3 separate regions of the Zea mays genome follow, and all the other regions are linked to region 1. The links are chromatin contacts, called in public Hi-C maps. All regions are on one chromosome and are shown on one strand. Each heading gives the region's core, a stretch centred on a gene start, on an enhancer-like site or on the middle of the called end of the contact. The rest is flanking DNA. Distances are from core to core; before and after follow the strand shown. Region 1 holds the start of LOC100284902 (3-isopropylmalate dehydratase large subunit 2). Region 2 holds the start of LOC100191642 (Polyketide cyclase/dehydrase and lipid transport superfamily protein). Region 3 holds the start of LOC100272936.

What was found. Hi-C and Micro-C count contacts between places; a contact is called where the count stands out from the background.
Region 2: a Hi-C map of tassel shows a contact between it and region 1, with 5 times the contacts expected there. The contact joins the promoter of LOC100191642 here to the promoter of LOC100284902 in region 1. A contact is called at or near these places in 3 of 25 Hi-C or Micro-C datasets (ear, leaf and tassel).
Region 3: a Hi-C map of ear shows a contact between it and region 1, with 2.6 times the contacts expected there. The contact joins the promoter of LOC100272936 here to the promoter of LOC100284902 in region 1. A contact is called at or near these places in 12 of 25 Hi-C or Micro-C datasets (bundle sheath, ear, endosperm and 4 more).

What each region holds. Positions count from the first base shown.
Region 1 is chr5:74,939,843-74,944,713 of Zm-B73-REFERENCE-NAM-5.0, reverse strand. LOC100284902 (3-isopropylmalate dehydratase large subunit 2) reads left to right here and starts at 2,670. Exons shown (of 14, transcript NM_001367198.1): 1 at 2,670-2,825; 2 at 2,896-3,015; 3 at 3,119-3,442; 4 at 3,572-3,640; 5 at 3,726-3,842; 6 at 4,359-4,433; 7 at 4,523-4,600; 8 at 4,682-4,777. The coding sequence starts at 2,772.
Region 2 is chr5:74,701,687-74,706,557 of Zm-B73-REFERENCE-NAM-5.0, reverse strand. It overlaps LOC100191642 (Polyketide cyclase/dehydrase and lipid transport superfamily protein), which reads left to right and starts at 2,995. Exons shown (of 5, transcript NM_001348730.1): 1 at 2,995-3,614; 2 at 3,725-3,907; 3 at 3,988-4,071; 4 at 4,602-4,683; 5 at 4,781-4,871. The coding sequence starts at 3,081. It overlaps LOC100278883 (Protein LOW PSII ACCUMULATION 2 chloroplastic), which reads right to left and starts at 979. Exons shown (of 3, transcript NM_001152015.1): 1 at 573-979; 2 at 1-19. The coding sequence starts at 948.
Region 3 is chr5:75,068,164-75,073,034 of Zm-B73-REFERENCE-NAM-5.0, reverse strand. It overlaps LOC100272936, which reads right to left and starts at 2,872. Exons shown (of 6, transcript NM_001147388.1): 1 at 2,584-2,872; 2 at 2,070-2,213; 3 at 1,845-1,936; 4 at 1,470-1,656; 5 at 1,181-1,336; 6 at 709-1,013. The coding sequence starts at 2,709. The coding sequence ends at 960.

The DNA.
Region 1 (4,871 bases), core at 1,421-3,920:
TAAATCAGCCGGTTAAAATTCCAAAGTTGTATCTACCACTAGGACGTCTTATAATGTATTTCTAGAACACGGAGGTTCCAAGATTTGAAATGAAATCGCTCAGACGGAATGCGATTGGAGTTTTTTTTTTGGACGCTACTATACATACGACCATAACGTACGACTCTTGTCCGACTCAGCTCTATAAAGCACTCGCAGCGAGATTGAGTTTGTGTTGGTCGTAGAATCGTACACCAGTCGGACTACTCCAGTCGTACGCATAACATTTCCCTTTTTTTTATGTTGGAAGTTGGAATTAGGCCGCTATATTGGCGAGAGGGGGCAGAGGACCTCGGAATCTAAGAAAATTTAAACGAGTGCAAATGGCTTCGTATTGGGCTCCGATGCTCTAAACCGGACCGTCGAAACCCCGTCCGTCGCTGGGTTGGGCTGGTCTAGGATCCACTGGGCTGCCAGATTAGCATACGTGGCCAGGTGGGGGTCCGGAGATGAGAACGGCAGTGGATGACAATTTTACCCGTGGGTTTGGATATTCGTCGGATATCCGATCCATCAAGTACGGGTTCGGGCACAAATTTTGACTCGCGGGTATTATCCATACCCGCCCCGTGATAAAATTAGGTCAGGTACGGATTTGATTTCTTACCCGCGCGTACCCGATGGATATCCGAAAATAGTGATTTTAGATTTTCAACCTATCAGTATGCTAGCTAGCCGTCCATCCTCGCCAGCTCATCCTACCGGCATCCGTCCCTGTCTGCTGATGCTTCTAATCTAGTTCTAGTACTAGTGCCAGTATGTTTGATAAGTGCCAGTACGTAGTACTAGTGCTAGCTAGTACAAGTACTTGAGCTAGGAGAGTGTTAATACGCCAGACGACTGTGCTAGCTACTCTTCGATCCTGACGACTTGGAAGTTTATTACCAAAAAATAGCAACACACGTCTAGGGCTATATCTACACGACTGCACTGTGCAACAACATTATGTGCCTCCGGTGATCATGGTGATATGCGATACTCGGAACTGCACTAGACTTCATTTAGGGATAATGCACCAAGCTGCTATACCCGACGGGTACCCGATATCCGCCCGATACCCGATGGGTACGTGCACGGGTACAAAAATTTACCCATGGGTATAGTCATGGGGCGGATATGGATAATCCCCGCGGGTATGGTCGCGGGCTAGTATTTACTGTTTACTCTACCCGATTCGAATCCGACCCGTTGCCATCCCTATACGTGGGTCCGAAGATGAGAACACAAGTGGACGGGCACGTGCACGTATTTATTAATAGGAGAAAACAATTTTTATCACATGACATGTACAACCCTGAACTCTTGATCGTTTTTTTAAATATAAGAGACAACTAAAAGACTGTATGATACAATTATAAGCTCCTAGATCGTAAATGCGGTCAAGACACAGTTGTATAGAGAGTCGTGTAGAGATAACCTCTTCACGAAGAGTACATTTCTTAATTTTGTTTAACCCCTAGAGACCCTATAAAAGACTTCTCATTTAATTGTGCTGTACCGACAACATTTCTAATAGAGTTGTATTTTAAAATATAGGGTTTTCATTAAAAGCTTGCTTCAACAAGAGTTTTATTTTTTAAAAATCAAATAATTATATGACTCGATCTCTCAAGTCCTAAATACAGGACCATGTATACTAGAGCTCTAACCTCGTTTTGTACATTATTACCAACCTTTTATTTCTAAATAACATTACCTATTTCTTAAACTATATGACTCAACTATTTAAGCTCTAAATATTTTTTGTGACCCTAAACACTTCAAATCAGGTCATATTTTAAAATTTAGGACTCAAATAAAGGATTTCTTGTTGTATATGCTCTAAGGGTTATTTGGTTCCAGTAGTTTATTCTATGTCATATATGATGTTTGAATACATACCATGAGAATTAAATATAGTCTAATTATAAAACTAATTACACATATGAAGACTAAACGATAAGAAAAAAATATTAAAACTAATTATTTAATGATTAACAATATTTACTGTAGCATCACACAAACGAATCATAGATTATTTAGGTTTAATACGTTTGTCTTATCGTTTTCTCCTCATTTATATAATTATTTTTTTATAATTAAGCTATATTTAATATTTCTAACTAGCATCCAGACATTTAATGTGACATAGACTAAATTTTACTCGAAGGAACCAAATAAGGCCTAATAAGTGCCATTTTTTCTGTCATATTTTGGAGTGGTAATGACTCTAGATTTTACACTATAAAATTTAAGAATCAAATCAAATTAAGATCTTACTCTATCTTTATTTGTTTTTAAATTAAAATTAATTTAAAATTTTAATTTATCATAAAGAAATATTTAGATCTTGATTCATAAGTCATGTCTAAGGTAGCTTAGACAACTCATAGCTCAATCGGTGCTCGCTTTGCAAGCCGTGCTCATTTTGTGCACCTCTCTCCACCTCATCAGTCATCTCTCCATCGGCGTCTCGTGCGCTCCGTTAGTCCGTTCGACGTTCGTCCAGCTCCCACCTCACCCGCTGATCCATTCATTGATCAGGGGCACACACGCCACGGCAGCCGACACCACACGAGACACGACACTCCCCGAGCACACACGCCGCAACAGCACCACCCCCAGACCCAAGTCCTGTCAAGGCCTCAACACACACACACACTCTCTCGCTTGACCTACCCCCCTCCGCCCCCCGCCGGGCCTGCAGGGTGTTCGACGCTTCGCCCGCCCGCCCGCCCGAGCGCCGCCACGGCATGGCTTCCTCCATCTCCGCCGCCGCTAAGGCCTCCGCGGCCTTCGCCCACAAGGTCCGTCCTCTCCCTCCTACCCCCTCTCGCGCCCCGTTACTAACCAACCCCCTTCCATTTCCCGTCGCAGAAGGAGCTGGCCGCGCCGGCGCCGCACCGCGCGGGCTCGAGCCGCCGGACCAAGCCGTGCCGCGTGCGCGCCGTCGCGTCGCCCGCGCGCACCCCCCGCGCCCCGTCGTCCACCGGCTCGGTACGCCCCCGCCCCCTGAATCCCATCCCGCTGCTGCTGCTGCTGCTCTGCGCTTCGCGTTCGATTTACATACGTACGAATACGCGCGGTCGCCCCTCTCCAGGTGAAGACCGCGATGACGATGACGGAGAAGATCCTGGCGAGGGCGTCGGAGCGCGCGGCGCTGGAGCCCGGGGAGAACGTGTGGGTGGACATCGACGTGCTCATGACGCACGACGTCTGCGGGCCCGGCACCATCGGCATCTTCAAGAAGGAGTTCGGGGAGGATGCCAAGGTCTGGGACCGCGAGAAGGTCGTCATCATCCCCGACCACTACATCTTCACCAGCGACGAGCGCGCCAACCGCAACGTCGATATCCTCAGGGACTTCTGTCTGGAGCAGAACATCAAGTACTTCTATGATATCAAGGACCTCAGCGATTTCAGGGTATGCCCACTCCTTTGCTTCTCGGTTTATTTAGTTGATATCTTGGCTTCTCTGCCTCCTAGTACCAAAATTTAGGTTCCCTGTATTTTCCCCCTTCCACAATAGTTTGAATTTCATATTTGTTTGCAGGCTAATCCAGACTACAAGGGTGTCTGCCACATTGCACTTGCTCAGGAAGGCCACTGCCGACCAGGCGAGGTACCTTGCTGAGTTTTCCATGTACAGGTCACCTGTGATTGTAGAACATGTTGGGAAGCACTAATCTTCTCCAATTGCTATCTAGGTTCTCCTGGGTACTGATTCTCATACGTGCAATGCTGGAGCCTTTGGTCAATTTGCAACCGGAATTGGAAACACTGATGCAGGTTTTGTGATGGGCACTGGAAAGGCTCTTCTCAAGGTACGCCCATGGTTGTTGGTTGTTGTTACTCTCGGAAGGCAAAATTTTAAAACCAGTCTTATAGGGCATACCCAATGGTAGAGGCTCCCACATGAATGAGTTTCGAAGAATGGATAAACTGAGTCAAAGCCCCCCCCCCCCCCCCCCCAAAAAAAAACAAAACACAGAAACACGGCTATGCATCCACCAGGCTTCCCTTTGTAAAAACCAGTCTTTCATCGATTGGTCAGTAGAGGGACCAAAAGTATTGTTTAATATAAATCAAAATATAATATTCTTGTTGATTATACTGACTTGCATTTCATAAAAAAAATAACAATGATCCATCGGGTGGTCATATCCCTTATTTCAGTTAGCACATGAAAGTGCTGTTTTCATTGAATGAATGAAGTTTTTTCTCAATTATGTTTTGTACATCCTCTTATCAGTTATCACATTATCATATGTTATGGATTTGCTTCAGTCAATTCCAGAAAATGAATACATTGTTTTGATATGTTTTAATGTTCATTTCAGGTGCCACCTACTATCAGGTTTGTATTAGATGGAGAAATGCCGCCTTATTTACTTGCGAAGGATCTGATTTTGCAAGTAAGCTTACAAGCTGTGTTATGTTTGTTCCTTCCCTTAGGATCTACCTGTAACCATGACTTCTTATTCTTGTTAATCGGTACTTACAGATTATTGGTGAGATTTCAGTATCTGGTGCAACCTACAAATCGATGGAGTTTGTTGGATCAACTGTAGAAAGTCTAACCGTGCGTTCCCTGCTCAAGATTATCTTAATTAATTGCCACACCACGTAACATTGAACTTAGTCCTTTTCACAAACTTGCTAGATGGAAGAACGTATGACACTATGCAACATGGTTGTTGAAGCTGGTGGAAAGAACGGTGTCGTGCCTGCTGATGAAACTACATTTAAATACCTTGAGGTACAAAACTAGTCCCCTTAAATGCTCATAACAAAGTTGGGCCAATATGCTTTTCTTTCATAACATTCCAATAAGTTTGAGATAGAGAGTGCTC
Region 2 (4,871 bases), core at 1,746-4,245, 240 kb after region 1:
TATTCCTCTGGCAGAAAACCTGCATGACATACAAGTTCAAAACATGACTACTTGGCTCAGCAGTTCTGCAGTACCAAAAGCTTTCACAACTTAACTAGTAGTTTTATGCTTTCTTTGATAGTTTTGTGCATCATGCTACACTCAGATTCATGTCGCTGATTACTTCAATGTATCATTGGTTCAGGATTCAGGAATTGCACCTGGCAATTCCAGAGTTGCGATGATCGCTGCACCAATATGTTACATTTGAAGATTTCTCATGTCTTGAGTACTATAATGCGATTTATGAAAGGTAAAAAAAGCCACCAGTGACTATTTATGAAAGGTAAAAAGCTGCCATGTGAGCTAAAAAACTACCACAATGCCACCACCATGACAATTTTGTTCAATTCATCAATAGTTGACAGAATAATAGCACCATCCCTTGTGTTAATATAGTCATATGTACGCACAAAGTTCCTCAATTGGGGAGACTACAGTCATATTCTAAACTGAATTCACCAACAGTCCACCATAATCAAAGTGAGTGCAGCACTGTAAGTTGGAGACCAAATTGCTAGTACGTATATTACCGGAGGCGGCGAGTGCGATGCCCTCGACAAGGATGATGATGCCTAGCCCAAGCCAGGCGAGGAGGAAGGCGTTCTCGTTGGCCTGCCGCTGCCGTAGCTCCTCCTCCGTGGGCCCCTTCCCACCGGCGCCCCCGGCCCTGGACGCCGCCTCATTCTTCTGCTGCTGGAATATGGAGGCGCTTCCCGGCGGCGCGCGGCGGACCACGGGCGCTGGAGGCTCCAGCGCCTTGGTGTCCTTGCCCTTGCTGCCGCTCTTGGGCTTCTTGCCCTTCTTGCTCCCCGAGCTCGAGGAAGAGGCGGTGACGCGGAACACGGGCGGCGCTCGGAGGAGGGTCACGCCGGCGCCGGGGAGGAGCGCGGGGGAGAGGGACGCCATGGCCACGGCGACGGCGCGCGGCTTATCCGACAGTTTGAGGGGGAGATGACGAGGTGAGTTTGTGGGCCGGGCCGGAGAGAGGGATGGACGCGTGTTTCGTGGGCCATGGCTTCCTTTCATTCTTATATCCAGGAAATCCAATTTAACTCCCTCGTCTCATTTTGCTCGTTGAATTCCAAAATCAGAAGAATTTTTTTTGGCATCCCTCGCCTTTTAAAAAACAATTGTTTTTCACCTATAGTGGTTTTACTGATGTGGTGATCCATATCATATGGGCTAAACTAAGTTAAAAGTTTGAGAAGACAAATCAGATATATTTTAAAAAAATCCAAAGAAATAAAAAATGTTTCATTTTTCTTTTTTAGACCAAAACCTATATAGGATGACATCCTTTCGTTTTGAAGTATGCCATTACATGTTTTCATATAAACTCAGTTAGGCGCTGTTTGTAAAAGATATTAACTGAAGATGATGTTTAAAATGCGTGGTTTTAATATTCGATGATGTACATGTTTTACAAGTGTCCTTACGGCCAAGGCGACAAGCTCTCTAGCCACGCTAGACGTGCTCGGATCACTACCCGCGACGTGTCAGCTCGTGCAGCAAGAAAAATCTGTGTTGGAGAAGTACCAACAATATGGGTGGCAGACACAAGGGGGGGCAAAAATATAGCACAGAGCACGCAAAAAAAAAAGCACGGATGCTGCCACTCACGACGGCCGACCGGCCCGACCCGATTAGTGGTGGCGATGTGACGCCGCCGGCGAGGGGGGGAGTGGGGCACCAAAGCGAGTCGCGAGCCGACGTGGCGGCGCGGCGTTGGACGGGAGTGAGATTTGGGCCCCCACCGGAATCGACGCGCGCCACCGGCAGCCTCAGCCCCCAGATCCCCTTATCGCTTTGGGGTTGGGCTGGGCTTGTCGCGGCAGTGCATGCGCCCGGTCCATGGGCTGCTGCATCGTACGGCCACAAGACAAGAGCGCCCCTTTCATCAAATGAAAAAAGAAAAGAAAAGTGAGTTTCTTTTGTCTCACTAATATTTTTTTTGGGTTCTATTATATCCCCTTATCGCTTTTGTGGGATATATCCAACATGGGAGAGGAGGGGAATTGAGAAAGAGTACGTGACTGACTCTAGGGTGATTTAGTCAATTAGTCTCAGCCAAGAACAATGACGTATCGTAGAAGCATAGGATCGGAAGGGTTTACCGAGTTGACCACCCACCAAATCGCATGTTTGAATAACACTCTCCATGTAAAATACTACCTCGGTTCCTGAATAAACAAATCAATTTTCTAGGAGCTGATCCAACATGTAAGATTGGTCCGATTCCCCCCCCCCCCCCCCCCCCCCTTTTTGCTCTAGGAGCTGATTTATTTGGACGAAGATTTTGTTTTTTCCACACCTAATCAAACGTCATGTTGCTACGGACTAATAGTTATGCATGGCCCTTTTTGTGTAGTTTGGCAAGCCTAGAAGCCACGGGCATAGCATATTCCTTTTAGCTGTGTACCCTTTGTGCCTTTAAGGAACAACACGGGGAGTCGGGGATACATGGAATGCTTAGGAAAGCGACTTCACAACCAACAGCTAATGAGATGATGCGGTAAGTAAGCACACACCATCAGCACGCTATTATAATCTATAATACATGAGTTAGAACACCAAAGGGCAAACCATACCTTTTCTTTTCTTTTTTAACAAAAAAATGATGAAACGCTTAAGTCCTAACCAATAAACAAATGCCCACCAGACTCAGCTCTTGTTTTTGTTTACCATATCACGTAGCATCCACGCAGCTCTGCGAACTCCAAATAAAGTAGGGTGGGATTGATTATTTAAACTCTGCAAAGTACAAAAATGAAAGGTTTAGAAATCAGATAGGTAGAAAAGATAGGGAGGTCAAGAGTGAGATAGTCCATGCACCGTGTCCACACGCCTCCATCCCTGCTCGTGCACCACACCTTACCCTTCCCTAAACCAAACAAAAAAATCGAGTCTTTAATCCTCGCCAGAGGCCGTAAAGCCCCCCTCCTTCCTCCCTCCCTCCATCCCTCCCCCTACCCTGCCCCCACACACACACCGCCGCGTCCGACCCCCTACGCCGTCGACTGCTCGGCCGGTCGGCTCCGATGGGGTACGTGCTGTCGGCGGTGGGCAGGGTGCTGGAGCAGCCCACGGCGTGGGGGGCGGCCTGGGAGATGGCGCTCCTCGCGGGGCCCCTGTGGGCGGCGGCCCTCCTCGGCCTGCTGCTCGGCTGGGCCTGGCGCCCGCGCTGGGCAGCCGGCCTCGTCGTCGCCACCGCGGACGACGGCGGCAGCGCCACCACCGCCGCCGCCGCCGCGCAGCCGCCCTTCGCCACGCTCGACTTCTGGAAGGCCCAGCTCCCCGCCCGCCTCCGCGCCCCGCTCGGCACCGCCGTGCAGCAGAGGGAGGGTGACAAGGACGCCGTGCAACGGAACCGCGGAACGGTGGCGCTTGGCAGGTCGTCGGAGACGGAGACGGCGACGGCGAGAGAGGAGCCGGTGGCGGTGGCGGTGGGGATGGCCGACCTGGTGAACCTCTGGAGGCTGGTGGAGGGCGCGGACGGTGGCCCGGCCTGGACCAAGATGATGGAGAAGTCGCTGCCCACCATGACGTACCGGGCGTGGAGGAGGGACGCCCAGGTGAGCGGATTTTTTTTTCACGAGCCTCAGCGTCGTGTTTTTTTTTATTACTTGATTTCATGTTCATGTAACGATTGAATTTTATTTTTATCTGGATGAATATTTTGTAGACCGGGCCTCCGCAGTACCAGAGCAGCAGCATCTTCGAGAACGCCAGTCCAGAGGAGGTGAGGGACTTCTTCGGGGACGACGAGTTCCGGATGTCCAACAGGTGGGACGACATGCTCATCTACCACAAGACCCTGGAGGAGTGCCGGACCACTGGGACGATGAAAGTGCATTGGGTCCGGAAGGTAAATAATAAATAGCGGGCCTCTCTGGCTGACTCATCGCATTGTATTGTATGACTCATCTCTTGCGCTCGCTGTCGCAGTTCCCCTTCTTCTGCAGCGACAGGGAGTACATAATCGCCCGGCGGATATGGAAGCTGGGGGGCGCCTATTATTGCGTCACAAAGGTAAAACTAGACTTGGAAAAAAAAAGAACTACTGCGTGTTGTTCTTGTTTGGGGATATTGATTCCAGGAGGTAGTGGGGTTTATGCTTGATCCCTGATGCAAAAGTACTATACAGTTTCTTGGATGAACTTTGACACATGGCCTGTTGGCTATATAGCTTACGCTTCATGCAGACCGTAATCTATGCTGTGTCTGTGTTGCCCGTCAACTAATAACTCCAGTTTGGAATAGGCACAAGGCACACAGCTTTAGAAGTGCAGTGGCCTGTTTGTTCCCTAATCCTGATATTTCTTGATGGCTATGTGTGCCCAATGAGACTGACCTGAGGCAACCTGTCCACCACCTGCGGAGTACACTTTTGACACCATTCAAGTTCTGATGTTAGTGCTGAGTTGGTGGCAGCGGAGTCTCCAATCCTTTCCATCACCATTGTTCCTTCGAAAGCAAGCTATGCACGCAGGCCATCAGCATTGCGCAAAATACAATGCCCAACTGTTGACGTGTTGGCAATGTGATTGATATATGCGCAGGGCATACCATGCTCATCCATTCCACGGCGTAGCAGACCTCGGAGAGTCGATCTGTATTACTCAAGCTGGTGCATCCGCGCAGGTAAACCATTCTCCTCGCTCGCTCGCTCGCTCACTTTGCTCGAGGATGGTGACCAATAAAAAAAAAGATGAACTAAGAACTCGATGTTTGGAAACAGTGGAGTCCAGGAGAGGGAACGGAGGAGGAAGGGGGGCGACGGCCTGTGAGGTTCTGCTGTTCCACCACGAGGACATGGGCATCCCGTACGA
Region 3 (4,871 bases), core at 1,623-4,122, 130 kb before region 1:
GGTGAGCGGTGAGGTGTGCAGACTGCAGCTGAGCGCGCGGTCGCATCGACCTCTTCACGCCAAATACATCTAGTACCGTTTGGTTCACATATTTGTAATGTAATGGGTAAGTGATAACGTTAAATCATGTTTATTTTAGTCCAACCGTAATCAGATATCATACTAAAAATTGATACCGGACTATTCAAACTTGTTACCGACAGTAATCGAGTGTAAACCATTATCATTACCCTTTGCGTTACATTTCGTGAACCAAACAACACCCGTCAGGGACCATAACGGAGAAGCAAGGCAAAGCTGAAACCGAAAGAGACCCCCGATAGAACGCGAGGGCCTACTGTGCTGCTGCTGCTGCTAAAGAAAGCAGAGCCAGGACAGGAGGCAACATGTGTCGGTGTGCTCTATCGGCTGTGCCTGTGCCGTGCCGCAGGTTTATCTTGGCTTCGTCAGAATTTAGAAAGGGTAGAGTAGTATTACTGTCATTCGGTCAACATCGATGTGATAGACAGCCACCACTCCCCTCTCCTTACCAGTCCACGACAGGACAGTACGGCGGCACGGCAGTCCGCAGTGCGTCGGTCTCACTCGTCCACGCTGGGCGCTGGCCGTCGGCTCGTTACGGCGGCGGCGGCATGTTCCAGCCACCAGAAACGGGTGACGATCATCACTACTACTATAAACCGTCACAAACAAGGACAGGAATGGACTGTGCAATAGCAACATCTTTAATTTGCATTCTATCCAAAGGCCAGCGAACACAGGCACAGGCAACCAAACCAAGCTTAACCAGATTGACATAGCTATTTACAGACTCATCAAGAGAGGAAGAGAACAAAGGTGCCGAACAAAGGAACACTTCTGAACACTCAGCTCAGTTCCACACTTCCACCCCAGGAAGGAACCCCAGCAGTTACTCCTATGCATATGTGGAAGTGGAAGAGCTTCCCTTCTCGACGCGCTCACGACCTCTTCTTCCTCTTCTTGTCCTCCGACTTGTCGGCCCCGTTCTTGAGCTGCAGAGCATGCAACACCAACGGTTCGGTCAGTACAGCCATTCAGAAACAACCGCCACCGGCAGCACAGGGAGAAATCTGAAATCAAAATCATGCGCAAGCTATTCCACCAATATAATCCGCGGCAGCAACCCAGCATCATCACCAAGAGGAAAGAGCTCACTCACCATGATGACGAGGACGCGGACGAGGACGGCCACGAAGTCTGTGAAGAGGGTGAGGGCGTGCTTGACGTGGTCCATGTCGCCGCGGTGCGCCCTCTCGATGATCTCCTGCGTGTCGTACACCACGTAGCCCAGGAAGATGAGCAGCCCGAAGTAGACCTGCAGGAGGAGAAAGCAAGCAAGTGTTCAAGCCAAGGCTGCTGTGTGCATGCATCTCACAGACGGACAAGCAATGGATACACTGTTGCTCCATCGGATTATAAATTAAAAGAGGATAGAGGCAGGCAGGCACCTCGAACATGAAGCTGGTTGCGGAGTGGCCGAAGATGGAGCCGGCTAGCTGCAGCCAGAGCAGGATGGAGAGCCCCGACGAGAGCAGCCCACCCAGGTAGAGGTACTCCCTGCGCCTGGCCACCATGGCCGCGCCGGTGAAGCACGCGAACGCGATGGCAGTCCCCACGAACGCCGTCACCAGGATGCTGAGGGAAAAAAAACAGCCATTCGTCATCTAAGCATTTGTCTACTACTACAACTTATGGCGGGCTGGTGACGCATTGCCAGCCTGGTAGCGTTCGAATCCTGATTATTACTGTATTATTATTATCTTAATCAAGCAGCGCACAGCGCAGGCAATTTCCGAGAGACAAGACGACAAGTGCAAGGTTACCTTGGGTCAAATTCCACGGCGAGCTTGACGAGGGGTCCGACCGAAGCGCCTTCCAGGAGGGCAGCCGCCATCAGCAGCCCATACCTCTTCCTCTGCACACACGCACGCGCACAAACAGGGCAACACAGTGTGAGAGACGAAGGCGCAATGGACAATTTCGGTTGTGTCAACTGACGAAGGAGAGACGAACGGACGACACGACGGATCACGGGCGGACGGACTGACCTCCTCGTAGACGGGCACCGAGAAGAGCCAGGCGATGCTGCCGACGCAACCGAGCATTGTCAGCGTACCGCCGATGTTCCAGACCACGTGCAGGTAAGCGCCCACCGCCGACGAGGCCAGCGCCGCGCACAGGGTGAGGTAGACCTGCAGGCAACCAAGCCGAACCAGAGGGTCAGATTTGGATTCAAATCGATTTATCATATCTTGCTGTTCTAACCGGATCATGCATGTTCTTAAAGTGACGAATCGATCGAATCGGTGGCATCCGCAGTTGCAGTTCTCAACGCAAGGAACACGACGCGCGCGAATCACAAGATTACGTCAGGGAATTACGCATCAGCTACACGCAACCCGCAGGAGAATTTCTGGAACGCACGAAACCAACGACTGATATATATTTTTAAAAAAATACGAAATGCTAATTGCGCGAGTCACAACGACTATAGCCCCCGGAATTTCTGAAACGCACGCCCACGACGAGAAGAACAGGGAGAATCGCGAACGGGGGACGTACGAGCTTGAGGTGGGTCTGGACGGCGGGGGTGATCTGGCGGAAGTTCTTGAGCGAGTCGTAGCTCCATCCGCCGGCGCCGTAGCCGTAGGGCGCCGACGCGGAGGAGGCCGAGAAGAACGCGTCCATGTGCGATGGATGGATTTGTTGGTTTGTTTGGGATCGAGTGGAGGATCTTGGGGGAGGGAGGCCGATCGAGGGGGAATGCGAGGGAGGCCGATCGAGGCAGGCTAGTATATGTACCGAGCCGGCGTGGCGTGGCGTGGCGTGGCGGTGGGAAGGAGAAGGACGAAGGAACGAAAGCTTCTCCGGACTCCCCCAGAAGTTTCCTTCTAGTGCGTGCGTGCGTCGCCGCTCATGCATGCCGTATTGCCGTATCAGCGAACCGCATCGATGACGCGAAACCGCTCCGGACCGACCAATGCCGCGCGCCCACGTTGGCGGGACGGATCCTGATCCGTGGTGCGGGCCCGGGAAGAAGCTTCGGGCCTGGTCGCGCAGGCGCCCGAGTGCACTAGGCGCCTAGCGGCGGGCGGCTCCACCTGACAGGTGGGCCCGGGACGGTATGCCGGCCCGCGCTTCGAGAAATCCGGTCCCACTGCCCCGTGGGCCCGACTGGTCTGCACAGCCAGATGGGCTTTCTTGGGCACGGTCCACGTCGTGTATTTGTATTGTGTATGTATTTGAAAATTTCCGTGTACGACGAGCGAGCATTACGTATGCGCGTGCTAAATCCAGGCTGCTTCTTCTTCTTCAAGCATAGTCCAGAGAAACTTAAGCGCGTTGGTCGTTTTCAGTTTGGAATTTACTACGCACTATGAAAGTTCTCTTCTTATTTTTCTTCTTCCAAAATTGCGCTTCATCTGCATGCGACGTCGTCGAGTGGGGTCTTGTCGTTTTGTATCCGTGTTGTCTCAGAATTCCGGTGGCGCCAGCAAGCAGCAGTACAGCCGCCAGTAGTAACAAGGGGGCGTTAGAGGTATTCTCTCCCACCGAAAATCACTTCTACCAAGTCAAACGATAAAATTTTGAGGTGCTTTATAGTAAGAGTACAGTAAATCTAATTTCTACTTTGTATTAAAAAGTGGGAGCCAAAAAACCTGCTTCCCACCACCCACTCTTTAACCCCTTGTTAATCACTTTATGACCTATTTACCAAACAATTTTTGTCAAATAGATTCACTTTCGGTAGAGAATCACTCAAAATCACTTCATTAGAAAATCAGCTCTCGGAGCTAGAAAATTATGGAACGGAGCTCTACCAAACAATCCCTTGCATTAGAGTCACCGTCGGATCGGATCCGCCACGTACGTGAAAGCATGCATGGACGCGCGAAGGTTGTTAATTTGCGTCCAGGCAATTCAGTCCAAAGTTATAGGGCCTGTTTGGTTGAGAGCCTGTGAGGCATTTGCCTGCCACACACGCAATCTCAATCCCAGACGATCAAAATCCAACACCTAAGGTATGTTTTGTTGCAATGATAAGACGAGATGAGATGGGACGATCCCTCAAATAAATTTATTTGGTTCAGGGTCAAGAGTTGAGACAAGACTATCCCAATGTTGTTCCCAGTTATCCGACGTCTCAGTCCTAGCTATCTCACAACTAAACACACTCTAAGGTTGTTGCCTCGCTGGCTGACTCAGACAGATGTGCCACGAAGTAAACCAAACAAGTCTTTAGGACAGGCAGCAAGCGACCATCTCGTGCCTAATAATAATAACTGCGCACACTCCACAGTATGTGGCTGGGGATTTTCGCTTCTCGCACGTCCAAAGTCATCACTCATGCTTGCACTAGCAAAGTGCCCGTACTTAGGTTACTATGCTTTACATTTATACCTGAGTGTAGATTATAAAGCACAAAGATATGTGTATCTGTTGGTTAGGCAAGTGTGAGTGTGAGTTTGGACCTAATAACCATGGTTCGAATCTTTATTTATATACCGATGGAAATTGGATCCCATCAAATCAAAAGGACGGCGGGTTAATTACAAAGAAATATAAAAAGTTCTTTTTTATAAGAATGATGATAGTAGAAGCGTGCAACTAGAAAAGCTAGTACTTTAATATAGTAGAGATTATTATCATGTCCGATAATAAATAAACCCGTGGGATATATAATTTTAGAAAATCGAGGAATGTTTGACGACTACTCTGAGGACTATACCCCAAAAGTTAACTTTAAAATAACTATAAATAGGACATCAAAAGCAAATATATTATTTCCAATGATATATATTTTTTAGCAGTTGAAAAATAAGTTAGTTTTTGGGGCTTTTTTTTGTCGT